2 separate regions of the Sus scrofa genome follow, and region 1 is linked to region 2. The links are chromatin contacts, called in public HiChIP or PLAC-seq maps. All regions are on one chromosome and are shown on one strand. Each heading gives the region's core, a stretch centred on a gene start, on an enhancer-like site or on the middle of the called end of the contact. The rest is flanking DNA. Distances are from core to core; before and after follow the strand shown. Region 1 has its middle 120 kb from the start of GCH1. Region 2 overlaps CGRRF1 (cell growth regulator with RING finger domain protein 1).

The links. HiChIP or PLAC-seq counts read pairs in DNA pulled down with a chosen protein or histone mark.
Region 1: an H3K27ac HiChIP or PLAC-seq map of alveolar macrophages shows a contact between it and region 2. The contact joins two enhancer-like sites. A contact is called at or near these places in 3 of 47 Hi-C or Micro-C datasets (embryonic fibroblasts, liver and omental adipose tissue) and 2 of 2 datasets of contacts at active chromatin or transcription factors (alveolar macrophages and skeletal muscle).

What each region holds. Positions count from the first base shown.
Region 1 is chr1:184,141,297-184,145,421 of Sscrofa11.1, forward strand. No RefSeq gene overlaps it. Among named protein-coding and RNA genes, the nearest start is that of GCH1, 120 kb to the right of the region's middle. Within about 2 kb of position 1,510, at least 5 of the 83 cell types and tissues checked have an H3K27ac peak or open chromatin away from gene starts, as enhancers often do. A contact at or near this core is called in alveolar macrophages, where this site is marked.
Region 2 is chr1:183,888,519-183,892,819 of Sscrofa11.1, forward strand. All of the region lies in intron 5 of CGRRF1 (cell growth regulator with RING finger domain protein 1), which reads left to right. Among named protein-coding and RNA genes, the nearest start is that of SAMD4A, 25 kb to the right of the region's middle. Within about 2 kb of position 2,488, at least 6 of the 83 cell types and tissues checked have an H3K27ac peak or open chromatin away from gene starts, as enhancers often do. A contact at or near this core is called in alveolar macrophages, where this site is marked.

The DNA of each region.
Region 1 (4,125 bases), core at 260-2,759, 250 kb after region 2:
ATATCTCAGTGTGTGACTCTGAGTGTTCTGAAGAGATCGTGTATAAGAAAAGTCGAGCCTCACTTTTGCAATGTGTAGAATGAGGGAAGATAGGAGAGTTGTGAGATTAGAGGGACCATAGAGGGTTAGTTAGCAGTTTTTCTCAGCAAAGCTGTAGCTTTCTGTCAGTCGTCTCTGTAACGGAATATTCAGCCCTGGAGGAAAGCTTACTCACATAGTAAAGCTTTTAGGACTCCCCTAACAGCCCCTCCCAACAAGAGATCAAATTGCCTTTATGCAAAGGGGGTGGGGAGTTCCCATTTTGGCACAGTTGTAAGGAATCTGACTAGTATCCCATGAGCATTCGGGTTCGATTCCTGGCCTCGCTCAGTGGGTTAAGGATCCGGCATCCCCGTGAACTGCGTGTTGGTCGCAGACGCGGCTCGGATCCCATGTTGCTGTATCTGTGGTGTAGGCTCAAAGCTGTAGCTCACATTCAACCCCTAGCCTGGGAACTTCCATAGGCTGCTGTGGGTGAGGCCCTAAAAAGCAAAAGAAAAAAAGGTGGCCAGGGGGTAAACAGCTCTATAGCACACTTCCTTGGAGGAGGCTGAGGTTTGAGCCAGGAACGCAGACAGAGCACTGATGGGTACAATCAACCCATAGTCTACAGGCCCGTGAGAAGGGCGGGAAGAGGGAATCGCAAACTTCTGTGAACCTACCTTGGTTTGGCCCCTTGAACAGACACTACATCTATATGTGGCCCTGACTCAAGACCAGCCCAAGACCTATTTGTCCCCATAGGCTAAAGGGAGGACCCCGAGGGTAGTGAAAATCTCATCTATAACCAGAACCTGATCTGACTCTGGAAAGGTGAACAGTCTGGGTGGGTCTGGCCATCCACACCTTGTCCAGGTCCCCCTTCCCGGTGGGCCATGCTAGCACGTGGAACACAGCACCCACCTCACAGAAACTGTTCCACAGGCTTTACAGGCACTCCCATCATCTAGTTTCTATCCACACATCGCAAAACTTGAAAACTACCACCCCTTCCCTGGGCACTTCAGCCTCTGGATCCTCCACTGTAGGGGTGGCCTAGCTCATTCAGTGCTTCTCAAACCACCTACGAATTTTAGTTGTAGGGGTAGCTGTTTACTTCCAACCCACACAGTCCAATTGTTTCTGTAAAATAAATACAAGAAAAAAATTACAATACCCCAATCTTGCACTGGATTCAAAAGAAAAAAATATTCTGTCAAATTGCTAAAAACGACTTCTATTCTGGGTCCCTAAGTTCTGGGGTCAGCCTGCAGATCAGCCTGAGAGGTTCCCCTCAGGATGTGACAGTAGAAATCCTGACGCCAACATCTGCCCTCACCCGGGGCCAACAATGCCTGCAATACAGCAGAGCAGTGACCATCAGGTCTTGGGGTGTCTGGAAGTTGGCTCAAGTATGGCCAGTGCTTTGTTCACTGAATATTTCTAAGAGCTGAACACGAAGTACTTGAAAAAGGGAAGGAAGAGGAAGGTCCAGAGGCACCGGGAGGTTAGGGCCTTTGGAAATGGGTCAAAGGGCACTGTTTCCATGGCAACCCTGAGACCGTGGTCCTCAAGTTCCCCACTCTCAGTTCTGGCCCAGATGGCTTGAGACTGGAGGCTGGCTCCTCTTTGTGGGGGTCTATCCATGTGTTTGGGACACAGGTACAAACAGGAAGTAGGAAACGGGGTGCCTGGCAGGTTGGAAACTTTGGCAAATGTCAGTACTACGTCTCAGTTATGACTGCAGGGCTCCACTGGAGCATGTGATCTTTCCGTGTCCTCCTGGGCATCGGCTCACCAGCCTTGCCCCAGGGGCTCTTGTGCATACACAGTGACTTCTCTGTGACATAAACCTGGCCATTCGGTGTCTGAGAATCTCCTCCATGGAATATTTTTCACTCTTCAGTGGCTTCTACTTCAATTTTTAAAACTGACAGAGAAACATTTTGGCAACCTTATAAAACTCAGACTTTATAAAAAGACAGCTTTGTATTTACATTTGACTCATAGCGCATGTTTTTAAATGGTGTGTTCCACAATTTTTTTCTGAGGTTTTATGTTTTTAAGCCCAATCCAGGAGAAGCAAAATTGGAGCTTTGGTGAGTGAAATGGTCCCACTAGAGCTACTGAACTCAAGACAGTGGAGAAATTCCAGTTAAACCTCCCTGTAGGGACCACAGCCAGGACAGGGTGTCCCTGTTTGCACCAACATCCTGGGAGCTTGTTCCAGTTTTCCATGCCATAAAATGCCAACAGACACAGGAGTGAAGTCAGATGAACCTACAAAACCCCATGATCCAATCTGTCCAATGGAACCTCTCCCTCCGCTTTGCTTTCTGTTAAGCTTATCCTATATCTGTTCTCCAGGGAAAAGCTAAACATGGATTTCCAGTACTTGGACCTGACTGAGTCACTTTTGGCATTGACCTATGACCCTGTTCCTCATCCAAGATGGAATATGTCCCAAGACAGCAAATGGTGGATGAGAGAAATAAAATGCATACATGACATCCTTTCCCTCCCTCCACTACCCAGCGCGCATGTCCGACTCGGAGCAGAGAGCGCACACCCTGCCTGCTTGCTCCGGTTCCCGTGCTCTGGGGTCTGGATGACTTCATTACCTAACCTACTCAACTTTGCTCTCCTAAAACACAAAAATGAAGCCCTCATTCACCTGCTGTAGTGTTCACATCCAACCCGTCCTCCAAGAAAGACTTCAGAGTGTGGCCCCGGGTTTGCTGTTTTCCTCATGCAACAGGGTTTCCTGGGTGCCAGGTAGGTGCTGGCCAGCTGCAGGTCTGGAGACAGAGACACCTTATGGGGGACAAGTGCCAAGTTCCTTCTGGACCCAGTAGCTGAACTCCAGTAACAGTGGGTCGTCTGTCCTATGCCAACAAGAGAAAAGTTGAGATGTCCCAACAGGTCCCCTGGGGGTCAGTCTCTTAGCCTGAATGACATGAGCCCAGGGCTCAGGGTGTCCACTGGAGGGCATGGGAGGGGGGTAAGTAAGAGCTGCTGGCACTCCTCCCATCAGTCCGGGCGTCGAAACACCTGCCAACCCGCCCAGCTTCCTCTGAAGGGAGGGAGCCACCCCGAGGAAAAAATAGGAGTTCTTGGAGAGAGCCTGAGGGCATCCCAGGTTTAGGGACAAGAGAGAGTGTGTGAGTCTGAGGAGCTGAAATCAGTAAACGTGAGAGGTCCCATTGTGGTTCATTGGGTTAAGAATCCAACATAGTGTCCATAAGGATGTGGGCTCGATCCCTAGCCTCACTCAGGAATAAAGACCATGGTTGCTGTGAGCTGTGGTGTAGGTCACAGACCTGGCTCAGATCTGGCGTTGCTGCGGCTGTGGTGTAGGACAGCAGCTGCAGCTCCAGTTAGACCCCTAGCCTGGGAAATTCCATATGCCATGGGTGTGGCTCTAAAAAGGAAAAGAGAAAAAGTAAACATACACCTGGAATGGAGACTGGGGAGTGGTGGGGGTTAGGGGCCGGGGATGGGATGGAGTCCACGGCAGGGCCATAAAAGGCGTCGTCAACCTTGGTAAAATGTGTGGACTCTGCCTTAAGACCTTTAGATAAGTTGCCCCTGTCTTCAAGCAAAAGGATCAGATATAAGTTTTCTTGCTTTGTAGAACAAAGAATGTAAACAAAAAGTCTCCCTCCTGCCCCCAGCCCCAGTCATGCAGTCCCCTGACTGGAGGCACTCAGAGTTAGTTTCTTGTTTAGCTACCAAGAGGTATTATATACACTTATTGGAGTTCCCGTTGTGGCTTAACAATAACAAATCTGACTAGTATCCATGAGGATGCGGGTTTGATCCCTGGCTTCGCTCAGTGGGTTAGGGATCTGGCATTGCCATGAGCTGTGGTGGAGGTCGCAGAAACAGCTCAGATCCCGTGTTGCTGTGACTGTGGTGTAGACTGGCAGCTGCAGCTCTGATTCGCCCCCTAGCCTGGGAACTTCCATATGCCTAGGATGTAGCCCTAAAAAATAAAAGCCAGGAGTTCCCATTGTTGTGCAGCAGAAACAAATCTGATTAGGAACCATGAGGCTGTGGGTTCTATCTCTGGCCTTGCTCAGTGGGTTAAGGATCTGGCGTCACTAT
Region 2 (4,301 bases), core at 1,238-3,737:
AACCTATACCATAGCTCATGACAACGCCAGATCTTTAACCCACTGAGCGAGGACAGGGATTGAACCCGCAACTTCATGATTTTTAGTTCGATTCATTTCTGTTGCACCACAATGGGAACTCCTATGGTTTTTCTTTTTTAATTTGTTAATACAGTGAATTACATTACATTTTAAATGTAATATTAAGCCAACCTTGCTTTCCTGAGATAAACCTTACTAGGTGTCAACATAGTAACCTTTAACCTTTTTTTTTTTTTTTTTTTTTGGCCATGCCTCAGCAAGTGGAAGTTCCTGGTCCTGTGACTGAACCTGAGCCACAGCAGTGCCAATGCCAAATCCTCCACTGCTAGGGAACTCTTTAACCTTTTTATATATTGTTGGATTTGCTAATATTTTGTTAGGAATTTTTGCATTTATGTTCCTGAGTGATATTCATTTGTAGTTTTCTTGTATTACTTCTTCCCCTTCTCTGCAGACCTTATATATGTTGGGCTACTTGATGAAACTGTCCATCAGCTCACTGATGTTTTGGGATTTTGTTCAGCCTTTTTTTTTTTGTATTTCATATTGAATACTTTCTGTTGCTATGTCTTCACATTTACTCACCTTTTGTTCTGTAATGTCTAACCTGCTGCAATTCTCATCCAGTGCATTTTTCATCTAAAATATTGTATTTTTCATTTTCAGAAGTGGATTTGAGTCTTTTTGTATCTGCTGCATCTCTGTATATTATCCTAATCTTATTTTCTTGACATATGGAGTATAGTTGTGATAATTATTTTTATATCCTTGCCTACTGATTCTAGTATCTGTATCATTTCTGTGGTCTATTACTACCGATTAGTTTCTCTGCTCATTATGGGTCATATTTTTCTGCTTTGGAATGCTTGTTAATTTTTTATTGGCTACTAAACCTTATGAATTTTACCTTATTGGGCGCTGGATGTTTTTGTATTTATATAAATATTCCTGAACTTTGGGGATTCATTTAACTTAGTTGGAAATGCTTGGATCTGTTAGCGGCTTTTTTTCTGCTTTTTAAAGCAGGGTCAGAACTGCCTTATCCAAATGTTTTATAAAATTAAAATCATCTAGAGTGAAATTTTATTGCCTTTCTCTTGGCATTAGATTTATTCATTTCATTTGAAATTTTAGTTTGCAACCTAAATTTTAGGGGAAGTCCTTTCCTCCTTGTGTCTTCATCTTTGCCTTTAGCCAGATTCCTACACCTTCATCAAGGACTAGGTCTTATAATAACAGTTCTGTCTCATATTCATATTGGCCTAACCCAACTCCTGGATTCAAGTTGTGAATGTGGCTCTGGCCCTTGTCTTGTGTGGATAACCTGTAAGCCTTCCTACTGTGTGAAGGCTTCGTTGCCTCTGCCTGCTGCCAGACTTAGAACCCATCAAACCACAGCATCGCCTTACTCACTGCTTTATATTTCTTTTCCTTTTCAGACCTATAAAGATTTGTCTTTGAACTCAACTATGTCTCTCTCTTTTTTTAAAAACACAATTTGTTATTAAAATTTTCAGACATGCAGAACTTAAAACTTAAGAATTACACCATGAACACACAAATGCCCATCATTTAGGTTCTGCAATCAGTATTTCGCTATGTATTTATTACGTATCTGTCCATCCATCCATCCCTCTCTCTAGTGATTGGTCCATCTTAATTCCTTGATCGCTTTATATTAAGTTGCACTTTTCATCCATAAGTACTGAAGATTATTAGAGTTGAATATTTGTGTTTGTAGCTCTCTTTTTCCATTTGAAGTAATATTTGTGTAGAGTGAAATGTATATATCTTAAGTATCATCAAACACCTCATCTATACAACTCTGAGCTCAATCAAGATGTAAAATATTACTGTCACCAGAGGAAGTTTCATTGTGTCCTTTCCCAGTCAGCTTATACTCCTACACCTCAAAAGCAACCACTGTTCTGTTTTTTATTTCTACCATAAATTAGTTTTGCCTGCTCTAGAATTTCATATTATGGAATCAGAGAGCATGTATTCTTTTATGTAAGGCCTCTTTTGCACAGTGTGTTGTTTTGAGATTTATCAACGTGGTTGTAGAAATAATTCCTTTTCATCAATGAGTAGTACTATTGCTTTGTTTAAACACACCACTGTTTGTCTACTTGTTTCAGTGAGGTCCTTTTTATTTATTTATTTTTTTTATCTATCACTGCTGAGTGTTTAGAGAGAAAAGAGGGCTTTAAAGTATGAGCTTAACTTTGCTGTCTTAACATAATTAAATTCCCCTAGTTTAACTAATGTGTTTGCATTTTAAGTTGTTTTATTTATTTATTTATTTATTTATTTATTTAAGCATAAGATCCCCCCTTTATGTATTCCAACTGGAAAACCAGTTTTCCAGCACCTATATTGATAAGTTACCCTCTGTTGTGTGTGAGACCCCAACACAGTGCAGTCCACTTTGGCTTTTGATTGTTCACTGACCCATTACTTCCTAATGCCAACATTAGCAGTTTCCAAGGAGGAAGTGGCTTTAAAATGTCTCTGACTGTAAACTGTCCATAATCTTGAGACAGGCTCCAGATCCCACTAATGGATCTTACAGGCCCATTGCAGGCCATCACTGTGACATAAATACAAGTGGGGCTGTTCTCCAGGTAGATGCCAGACACAGCTCTGCACACCCAGTGTGTGTGACATACCTCAGCTGTGGGGTTTTGGGGGTCTGTGGCTGGGCCCACAGCTCCCAGGCTGCCCTGGACAAGCCTGGGCTCAGCATGTGCACTGGGTTGCCAGTGTCTAGGAGGGAGTACATAGAGGGCTGCCTGCTAGGTGAGGCCCACCTTGAAGCCAGGGAGGCTGGCTTCCCTGGGCAGGAGCCCAGAGGCTGGGCCAGAGATACTTGAGGGCACAGCTGCTCCAGACGCTGCCCAGGGCAGAAGCTGATGGGCAGAGAGCCAGGGGTGTAAAGAGAGCTGCAGAGAAGGGTGCACTCAGCTGGGAGCCCTGCAGTTGCTGTCTGTGTGTTTCATCTGTTGATTCTGAAACCAGGTTTTTATCTGTATTTTGGAGAGCTTCATCTCCTGGGCTTGTCGCTGATGCCCCATGGGCCCAGGTAGCAGTGGTACTGGAAGGAGCACTCGAGGGCACTGACCTGCTCTGCAGTGAATGAGGTGTGCACGCGGGTTGCCTGCGCAGTCAGCCTCTTGGCTCAGTAGAGGTGTGTGTCCCTTCTGAGTCTCCGTTTCCAAAGACTTCACCTCCACACCCATGGTCTTGGGGGGTGCTGCTCTGCTGCACGCGGGGCTGGGGGAGACAGGCTCCACTAGGGGACTTTGGCGGGCCTGGAGGTGTGCACCGGCCCTGCATGGCAGCTCTGGGACAGCTGGTCCCACCGAGATTGGCTTGCAGTCACTGGGTAGGGCGGAGGGAGAGACGTGGTCGAATGGTGGGGGGGCACTCAGGATCTGCCTCTGGACAGATGGGGGTCCAGGCCAGGGTCCACTGTAGGACAGAGGGGGCAGGAACAGGGTGTGCTGGCTGGTAGGGCGGGGCCCAGCAGAGCTCAGGTTCCGCCTCCTAAGTTGTTTTATTTGATTTTTTTTATTTTTTCTAAGTTGTTTTATTTAAACTGAATAAACTTAGCTGCTTTCTACGTTTATAAGAAATTGAGATTAGTCCCTTCCATTTTCCCCCTAAGTGTGTTCAGTATGCATTGTCACATTTTTACATGAAATTTAAAAGTAGAGAATATGTTATATAAATACAGGGTAATATTTGGTGCTTTAAAATTCTCTTGTCTCCTAAATAATATCAAATAGCCTGCATATTAAATATGTATTTCTTTTTCATATCATTAAAAATTCAATAATTCTATTATGTTTTTGCTGTTATATTAGGTACCTTTTATCTATAATCATGAGTCTCCTTTGTAATCAATAATTGTTAACAATAGAACTCTTTGTTTTCAAGAGTATGTTGATTCAGCCAGCTGAACAATGTGTTGCAATTCTGTGATATCTCTAATCTCCCTTAATTCTGGATTAATTCTGCAATATAATGTAAATTTTTGAATAACTGAATCTTTTTCTGATACTAAAAGGAATAACTAATAGGAGTTCCCATTGTGGCTCAGTGGTAATGAACCCAACTAGTATCCATGAGGATGCAGATTCAATCCCTGACCTTACTCATTGGGTTAAGGATCCAGTGATGCCATGAGCTGTGGTGTAGCTTGCAGATGTGGCTCGGATCCCACATTGCTGTGGCTGTGGTGTAGGCTGGCAGCTGTAGCTCTGATTTGACGCCTAGCC